2 separate regions of the Mus musculus genome follow, and region 1 is linked to region 2. Evidence: chromatin contacts called from public Hi-C data. All regions are on one chromosome and are shown on one strand. Each heading gives the region's core, a stretch centred on a gene start, on an enhancer-like site or on the middle of the called end of the contact. The rest is flanking DNA. Distances are from core to core; before and after follow the strand shown.

Region 1 (4,740 bases), core at 2,216-4,715, 510 kb after region 2:
TAGGTAGTTAGAGGTTAGGGGCATGGCCTTTTGAGAGACTTTCCTTTTTGTTGATGTTTCTGAAAAGTAAACGGACACCTTTTAGACTTTCTCCAAATGGGGATTGTTTAACAGGATACTGTGTGGAAACAGTAAACCCAGATTCCCATTACTTTGTATTATATTCTGTGCAAACAGGAAGATTGACTGATATCTGTCTATCTATCTATCTATCTATCTATCTATCTATCTATCTATCTATCATCTCTCTCATTCATTCACATGTTTTCCCATGTGTCTGTGTATATATGCACAAGAACACATGTTTATATATATATATGTGTGTGTGTGTGTGTGTGTATGTATCATATATCTGTCTGATTATCTTGTCTGTCTGTCTATCCTATCTATCTATCTATCTATCTATCTATCTATCTATCTATCTATCTATTAACCATCTAACCATTTACCTGTTTTACCATCAGACTACTTATATACATAAGTACATATATGTGTATATCTGTATATATCGTCTATCTATATATCTATCAATCCATCATTTGTTTATCTATTTATCTATCCTCTATTGTCTATCTATCTATCTATCTATCCATCTATCCATCTATCATCTATCTATCTATCTATCTATCTATCTATCTATCTATCAACCATCTATCTATCTCTATACTATCGCTTATTTATCTGCCTAGCATAGAGTTGATATTACTGATAGAAGACAGACGAATCATTATTACACACATTTCTTGCCTCTAAGCTCAATCCCCTACAGGTTTCTCTTTTCTTCTTCAATATCCCCGCTCTGCAGAGCCATACTGAGTAAGACAGATGTTTGACATTCATTTAGGATTTCTGTGATCAGTGGTAGGATCCCATAAAAGGCTCTGACCTGCCTCTCCCAAGACTTGGCAAAGTGGTGCACATGTGTGCACGCCTATTTGCTTTTAAAACAAGAACACTTTTCAAAGAAGTCATGGTTCCTAAGAGTCTTTAGCCAAAAGCTGCTTAAGGCTGAGTAGTCCAGATGGTTGAAGTTTCTTCAGTCTCACCACCTGCATCTTTATTTTTTTTCTATTGCTTTCTCTGTCTGTGTATTCTGTTTCTAACTCCTCCTTCCCTTGTCAATTAAAACTTTCCCCTATACATTTGGCTTTGCCCTGTGTGTGGCTTTCACAGGCACAACTGTTAGATGCTCATGGTCCTGTATCTGCAGGAGATGGCATATCTTTGGATTTGTGGAAACTCACGGTTGTATCACTGTTTTAAGTCTTTGTTTAGATGCTCCCTGAATGCTATATTGCTCTCCTTAAGCCTCTTGCATCTCATTTGAAATGTGAAGATATTTGGTGCTAATGTGATTGTGTGGATTACATGATATAATTTTGATAGAGGCTGTCACGCAGGGCCTATATTGTCAGTAAATTAATACACGAGCCTTTTAACAAGATACACAATGATTTTCACTGATGTTCAGGTCCAGAGTCCCCAAACTTACAGTCTTTGTTAAATAGAGGGCAGTACCACATGCTATTTGGGCTAAGACTGAGATTGTGAAAGTTAGAGGGAACAGACCGAGAATGTCTTTTCTCCATGTGACACGGATGTTTCGAAAATGATTGTAACTAAATGCCAACTTGTCATTCATACTGGCCCAAGGGGAACCCCATAGTGACCCAGAAAGAGCAATAATTTAAAAGTCAAGGGCCAGTGCTTACTTCTCTACTTTCTACATGGCCACTTGTCCCCTTTCAATGGTCAATCCCACCAGCCTTTTCTTCTTCATCTGAGAGACATAACTAAGACCCACTGTGCTACTTCCTATACTTCATGGACAAGATCGTGGAAGAGGCTCTAATCTTGGGGTGTAAAATGATTGAACTGAACGTGATCCAGATGAATGGGACCTTAGTCTCTGACACATCTGGGCCTCCATAGAGAGATGTGGCTGTCATCCACAACTTCAGCCAACATCAGGCCATGTGTTACCACCAGCACCATGGGTGTGGGTCCAGGATAGCGATGCAGAGGGAATTGGTGGCAACCTTCCCCACATTAGGGTTGACATTATCTATCAGTCATCAGGGGTTTAACAGTAGGAGGGAAAGCAGGTGTGATGCCCACCCTGGTGCAGAGTCATTGTTGTATGATGTGACATATGGCAATGATGGGGAGACACGGTATTTCTGAGGAGTATCCTTTTGCGTACACTGAACTCAGTCTCTGGTCCAACAGGTGGGAGGAGAGGAAGACTTGGGGTTAGATAAGGCATTACATGTATTATGTTTGACCTGACATAGGCCAGTTGAACATAACACAGGTTGTGAGAGATATATCAGCTTATCTCAGATCCTGTAAGTATTTAGAAGGCAGAATTGGATGCTATGGGAATATAATGGGTAACCTGCCACTATGTACCTGTAAGAGACATGTAGTATATTTGAGGCTGGAGAGATGGTTCATAGTTTAAAACACATAGTACTCTTTCTGAGGATGGGAATTGGGTGCCCAGCCACCAAGTGCCATGGCTCACAACTTTCTGTAACCCCCATCTCTAAGGGGCCCCAATGACCTGGCCTCCTCTGGCTATAGCACTCGTATGCACATGCCTCCTCTGGTTAAAAATAAAGTAAATCTTAAAAAAATGGAGACACGTGACTCATTGGAAGGGTCAGTGGGAGAGTAGCTCTAACTTTAAAGGACCCTACAGATTTTATTATTTATTTATAATTTCAATGTTTCACTGAAATTCCTAGTCTTCGCTCATTTCTATTTGTGATTCTAAGAATCGGATTAGGAAATAGAGGCTGTGTGCTTCGCCAGGATCCCATCATGTCAGATACTGCTATGTCCAGGATGCAGAGTGTGTTAGCTTATCCTACCGGCCAAGCTTTGGCTCCTTTACTCTTGCCAAGACCTTGATGGTGGTTTTTCTGGCCCTAGAAACAGACATAGAAGTAAGTTCTTTAAAGGAAGAATAAGACCTTGCAGGTCTTCACCTGCAACATCGGGCAGCCATGCCCTCTCCCTTCGCAATGGCTCCTGGAACTCACACAGTAGCTGCTTCAGTAGGAGGCTGGGGCCATGGCCTCGGAGGAGACACGGGGGAGCCTAGAGTTGGGGTGAAAATATCCTTCTGTTCTGGGTCTCTGTGTCGGAGGATTTATTGCTCTTCCTGAGACAGGCTGGCCACCATCCTGGGTGCCTTGTTGACTCAGCCCCGGGGCTGGTGAACATCTGATGGAGGACGAGAGTTAGATTGGGATCTGTCTGCCTTGAACTACTGTGGATTTAATGGACTCTAACTGACCCACGAAGCAGGAAGTCAGCTCTTGGGAGCCTTTTCTTTGGGAGCACTCTGGAGCCAGCGGTCCCCTCGACGTCTGGGTAGAACAGTTGACCCTGACTTAATGGGACCGCAACGTGGGTGTCCAGGGGCCTGCTCTCTGGCAGGCTGCTTCCTTTGGAGCCAAATCAATATTTATTAATGATCTGCACCCCCTCCCGGGTGCCACTGGCTTCACAGAGAGCTTCTGTTGCACCAGCCGGCTCGGTAATTCATTAACCCCAAGCCCAGCGCCTCTGGAGGGGCTTGCAGAGCCTGACCCACCACTGGGGTATTTGGCAAGGTCATTAATGAGCTAATCTGATTTAAGTTTTCAAAATGAAGGCCTGGGTCACTGGGGTCAGTGCCTCTTCTCAGCATTGTGAGTGAGACCCCTGTGTATGGGGAGGGTGGGGTGGGGGTGGGGCTGAAACCCTACTGAGAAGAAAGTGTACAGAGAAGAAGGTAGGTTTTATGGTATCCAGGAAGGTCCGGATGGAAGACAGAAAGGAATTCTTCAAGGCCCTGTCGGGTCCTGCTTTAGCTCATCAAAAGAAAAAAAAAAAGGTAATTAGAACCTTTTTGGCTGACAAATTGGTCAAGCCTACGGGCTGCGGGGCGCAAAAGTGGGCTTCAGCTGGGCCACCAGCAGCTTAAATCACCATATTTACTTAGCCACAAGCACCTGTGGACTTTGCTATGAGGTTCAAACACAATGGCTGGCGATAGAGCCACCTGTTACAGGTTCATTGCTTCCCATACCAAAGAAGGAGACGGATAGTTGGTTTTATTCTCTCATAAATTTTACGGAGGAAAATCCAGACTCTTGGGGGAGCAAGGCACTCGCTCAGACTCACATGGATTATGCTTAGGAAGATATCCTTGGGCATGGAGAGACCTGCTGGCTTCCCGTCTTGGGTGTTCACCCTTCCCTGTGTGGTGTCTAGGCAGAGATGTGTTTGGAGCTGAGTGCGAAAGGTGCTTTCTCTGGGCTCCATACTTTTAATTTAGGGGGTCCCCAGACTGCTTGTTTCTTCAGACTCTGAAGAGAAATGAAGTCATGTGCCCCTGTCCATTCTTACCCCTATACTGGGTCCTTGTCTCCACGGGGTCTCTTTTCCCAAGACTCCTGCTTTATTCCAAGGTGAGAGCCTGCAAACGTTTAATGGACCTGGGTTCTTCTATTCCATAGGACACAGGTTGCTGGCCAGGGCTGAGGAGGAGGAGGAGAAGGAAGAGGAGGAGGAGGAGGAGGAGGAGGAGAGTTGAGGTAGGGCTGGGAAGCTGCCAACAGTGAATCCCAGGCCTTTTTTTTTTGGCCTTCTAATAGCAGCAAGAATCATAATATGATGAAATATTTTAAAATCCCTTACTATGTGTTAAACACTGCTGTAAGACTTCTTTATGGGCTTGTACATAGC
Region 2 (5,034 bases), core at 2,028-4,527:
TTTGTCTGCTGTTATGAATAATAATGTAAATATTTGATATTCAGGAGCTCCTACCAGGTTGATGAGCTCCGACGATGTGTGTGTTGCAACCCACAGCAGGTGAGAACTGCTGATATAGAGTAATCTGCAAAGAGAGCATCAATGAGGGTTTTCTAGATCACACCGGTTGTGGGTGTGTCTATAAGGGAATAGCTTGGTTATGTTCATTGGAATGGGATGACTCTACCACTGTGGGCCATGCTATTCTCTGGGTTTGGGCCTGGGACTGTGTGAGAGTAGAGAAAGTGAGCTTAATGTGAGAATGCATGCATTCATTCTTCTTGGATTCTGCTTATGGAAATGATATGACCAACCCCTCAAGCTCCCACCTCTGTGACTCCCCTGCTGTGGTGAAGTGTAACCTGGAACTGGGAGCTAAAAATCCCAGTTTCCTTCCTAAGGGGCCTTTGTCAGGGTGTTTCTTCCCAGCAACCAGAAAAGAAACTAACCCAGTTCCTCCAGGCCAAGAATGGACTCCTTCATGGAGGTCCGAGCATAGACGGTAGGATTTTCTCTGCTTTGTTCTTGAGCAATGGATGTGGTTCCCCTGTGGGGGGGCTCCTGTGTGTCCACATAGTAGCTATTGTACATAGTAGAGATCTGGGAGTGGCTTGGGATCTCCTGCATCTGTGATGCTTGGATCCTGGTTGTAGAGTGTATAATTCCCACAGGCCACTGTGTGGTATCCACCAACTCTTGAAATGTTGATTCTGGTTTCTTAGAAGCCTTAAAAGTCAAAGAGCTATTTTTATTTTCCCCCCAAAGGACTCACTAAGGATCACTGGATTGTCTCTTAACCTGGAAGATTCAAACAGTCTGGTTGTCAATCATTTTCTTAGAAAAAGGACATTCATCAATCTCTCTGAAAAAGAGAAAAGCTACATTGATGGATTGTTTTCTGGAATATTCTAGCTCTTCCTGTTTGGTGCCGAGAGTCAAAGGTTGCCTTTGCTCAAGAGAGCATAAATCAAAACCACCAAGTTTTGTTCCAGATGAAATGTGTTTGCTCAGATTAATTCACTTAGTTATCCATTCAGAAAGTATTATTTATCTCGTTGGTATTTGTGGGTACTGTGCTAGACTCTGGGGAGACAAATAATTAGTAAAATAATGGATAATAAATGAGCAAAACAGATAAAGACACCTGCTTGTGGGCTTTCTCAGCAGGGAGAGACTGATCATAAGAAAATGAAACACTGGAAAGAAGACCGTGCCTAGTCACATGCAAGAGCAACAAGGGGTCTTAGCCTCCTAGTCATGGATGTTTAAAACATTTTTATTAAACATAGATTCCTCTCTCATACAATACAACCTAACCACACTTTCCCTTCCCTCCATTCCCCCCAGCTCCCCAAACCTCCTCTCCCAGATCCACTCCCCCCTCCATTTCCTCTTCAGAAAAGAGCAGGCCTTCAAGAGACATCAACCAAACAGAACAAAACAGGATAGAACCAGAAAAGGACAGGCAACCCTAAAGGAGGAAAAGTCTCAGGAGCAGGCAGGAGAGTCAGAGACATACCTGCTCCCACAGTGAGGAGTCCCACAAAAACACCAAGCTCACAGCCACAGCACATACACAGAGGACCTGGGGCTACACCTTCAGGCATCCCGTTTGCTGCTTCAGTCTCTGTGAGCCCTTGTGAGCCCTGCCGTGTTCTCCTGGTGTCCTCCATCTCCTGTGACTTCTGTAGTCTTTCTGTCCTCAGTCCTGGGTCTTTAAAGAGCTTGTTAAGTATTGAGGACATAATTACACGGTTAGAAAGCATAAATTACAACTTTCCAACATTTCTCCTCTCCTCTCTATTCTAGAGCATGGGATTCTCATCCTATTAGGACGAGACCATCAACACACTAAGAAGTAAGAGAAATGGCATGTAACCAGATGTGCAAAGCCTCAGAATGACTTCTGTGGGGTTTTTTTTTTATTTGAATCCTACCTCTGACTCTAAGATGATGACTGACAAATGGAAACCATGCAAACAGACATTAGAGAAATCTGTTGTAAGCGAAGCACTCACTAGAATACACATTTCATAACAGTAAGTACTTTTGGAGACAATAGGTCCATAAAACAATTTTGTGGATCAAACTAAAGAATTAAAATTTCATTGACATTCACTTATATACCCAGGAAGAAAGCAAAACATCTAATATGAACTAGAACACCTAATTCAAATTAAACTGCTTATTACAAAGCAGGTAGCATGCTGTCCCATTTTTCGTGTGAAGAACTGAGGCCTGAGAGAAATAAAGACTTATCTGTTAGGAAGTGCTGAGCTGGTGGTCAAACCAAGGCAATGATTCAACATCAACAAGAGCCAGGCCTTGGCTCAAAACCATGCCAGTGTTGGGGTTCATGGGAAGCAGGGCTAGAGCATCCAACCCCCAGATGCACATTTGGTACATCTTCTTTAACTCTTGAAAGTCTGGAACCTGTCAAGCAGTGCATGAGCGAACAAAAGCAGGCTGCTGCTCTTTGCATCCTTTGAGCTACAGCTAGGGTTCTCAAAGGTCGTGACCTCTCTGGTAAACCTCCAGCTCACAAAACCTTTACATTTCAGTCTGAAACAGTCGCAACTTTACAGTTATGAAGTGGCAACGGTAATGATTTTATGGTTGGGAGTCACCACAACATGGGGATCTCTATTAAAGGGCCAGGGCGTTGGCAAAGTTGAGAACCACAGATCTATAGAAACCCAATTTCACACATTTTGATATAAAATATGTGCCACGAACAATGTTTTCTTGAGATAGTTCATTTAAAAACCCGCTTTGGAAATATTAACTGTCCCCAACACAGTGTGTGCTGTAGAACCCAGATCACTTCTGGTACCAGAGGTCACTGGTCACTGGTACCCAGGGGACATGCTCGGTGGAAAGCAGATAACTAGCGAAAGAGAGATTCTGAACTCAGACCCACAAGAAATACAAGCAGAAAGGACAAGGCCAGCAATGAAGGCCAGAGGAGCTGCTGAAGCAACTGAGCACAGCGAAATCAAATTAGATGTAAGGTCTCAGACGGAATATACGTGTAAATGTAAATATAAACTTTATCCTGTCAGAATTGTGCCCTGAAGAGATTATTCACGAACATTCAAGTTCCCTGAAATGAAGGAGCAGTTTGGGGTGGTGACAGACAAGGACACTGAAGCAATCACTGAGCCGGAGGATGTAGCTGTCATTGTTGCCTGAACTTAACATTCTTGGCTAAAGAGTCATTTGCATCATCAATATTATGACACATAGCCAAGAACTTTCCAGGAGGTCACACTGCCAGTCACGTCTGCTGGACAGGAGACAGAGTCCACAAGGAGCCAAGGAACCATCTGAACTCTGAGCTTCCCATGACAGGTAGCTGATTCCTGTTCCATCAGTAGGAACACAATTTCCCATCGTCGTGTGATCTGCGCTATACCTTGCTGTGGGGAGGGGTGGCTTGATGCGACCACTTTGAAGACTTGTGTCTGTGCGTTACCCCCATGCTAGAGGAGTCTAGCGAGCCAGATACTAATACTTCAGTGTCTCTCGTCTTCATGTTCCTGCATTCTCTCACAGACTATATCAAATGCATCACGAACATTTAACAATTGTGTCACCAAATTGGCAGATGACAATGTCCTCTTCCCCACTCCCCAGAGAGCATAGTAGATCAGGGAGTCTACAGGGTCATATCAATCATAGCTGAGTGATTAAAGATAGAGCAGAGTGGGTCTGGGAAAGATGGCTCAGTGATGAAGAGCGCTGAGGATCTGGGATCCCAGCATCCACACGACAGCTAACAATTTTCTATAACTCTAATTCCAGGGAATCTGATGTCCCCTGATGGCATCAGATTCACATGAGGTGCACAGACATACTTGTAGGCAAACACTCATACGTATAAAATAAATGGAATAAAAATAATCCTTAAACACGGTGCTATTTTCTTTTCTTACTACACTGAATTTATTTGGTTGTTGTCTAGGCTGGCCTCAAACTCTTTGTGTAGCTGTTCTTGCTGTGTTTTTGTTGATGTGTTAAAATGCTCTGACCAAAAAACAAAACAAAACAAACAAACAAAAAAATCTTAGGGAGAAAAGGGTTTATTTCAGCTTACAGTCTCAGGTTATAGTTCATCAGTGTGTGAGTAGGAGATTTGAACAGCTCACATCACATACACAGTCAAAAGCTTTTCTGCTTCTCTCCACTCTTACACAATTCATGATACCCTGCCTAAGGAATAGTGCCACCCACAATGGGCTGGGTTTTTCCACACCAATTAACTCCAACAGACAACTTACAGGCTAGCCCAGTATAGACAATCCTTCATGATACTCTTTTCCTGGTTATTCTAGGTTATGTCAAATCGACAGAGCTAATGTTACATAGAAAATGCTTTGAACTTCTGATTCTTCTGCCTCAGCCTGCCGTGTGCTGGTGATATTGCACCATTATGCCCGGCCTCCTTCCTTATTGTATCTAATTTAGAACATATTCTGTGATATGTACTACCAAGCAAATGCATTGGTTTTATTCTGTAAGGCACCATACTGCTTTCACATGCACGTTGTATAAAATGTTCAAAGTAGAAGTTAAATTGGAAGAAGAGGCAACATTTTCGCCATCCTATAACTATCATGGTTAATATTTTGTTTGTATTTCTAAGCAAGGTACAAAAAGAAACCCACTTAAAACGAATTTGGGCCATATTACCTTACCCTCTGCCTTTTGGCCTTCTTTCCATTTTTATACCTTACAAACATTTACAAGCTTTAATACACACTCTTTGTTCATGATGTCATGGTTCCCCACCACATGAGCGACTGTGACGTTGATGGATCTTTTCATACATAAGGTGCAGGGAAAGGCACAGAGAGGCAGATGTGAAGACACAGCTTTTGGGCTCAGCTCTCCAATAGTCTCAATTTCTTCAGTCATAGAATGAGGGGGCGGGGGTAGCGACATTTGCCTGGCTGTCTTGGGATGGAAAGTAAGTTGTGTTTCTCCAGAGCACAG

The links. Hi-C and Micro-C count contacts between places; a contact is called where the count stands out from the background.
Region 1: a Hi-C map of the AML12 cell line shows a contact between it and region 2, with 2.8 times the contacts expected there. The contact joins two enhancer-like sites. A contact is called at or near these places in 1 of 39 promoter capture datasets (liver), 4 of 15 datasets of contacts at CTCF or cohesin (embryonic stem cells, large pre-B cells, pro-B cells and 1 more), 14 of 484 Hi-C or Micro-C datasets (the AML12 cell line, the G1E-ER4 cell line, the N1E-115 cell line and 6 more) and 1 of 115 datasets of contacts at active chromatin or transcription factors (embryonic basal ganglia).

The regions. Positions count from the first base shown.
Region 1 is chr10:87,543,031-87,547,770 of GRCm38.p6, forward strand. The region is part of intron 3 of Pah (phenylalanine hydroxylase); the gene reads left to right. Among named protein-coding and RNA genes, the nearest start is that of Pah, 24 kb to the left of the region's middle. Within about 2 kb of position 3,466, at least 12 of the 459 cell types and tissues checked have an H3K27ac peak or open chromatin away from gene starts, as enhancers often do. A contact at or near this core is called in the AML12 cell line and liver, where this site is marked.
Region 2 is chr10:87,029,649-87,034,682 of GRCm38.p6, forward strand. It overlaps Gm16271 (predicted gene 16271), which reads left to right. Exons shown (of 5, transcript NR_165263.1): 5 at 1,849-2,237. Among named protein-coding and RNA genes, the nearest start is that of Stab2, 24 kb to the left of the region's middle. Within about 2 kb of position 3,278, at least 4 of the 459 cell types and tissues checked have an H3K27ac peak or open chromatin away from gene starts, as enhancers often do. A contact at or near this core is called in the AML12 cell line and liver, where this site is marked.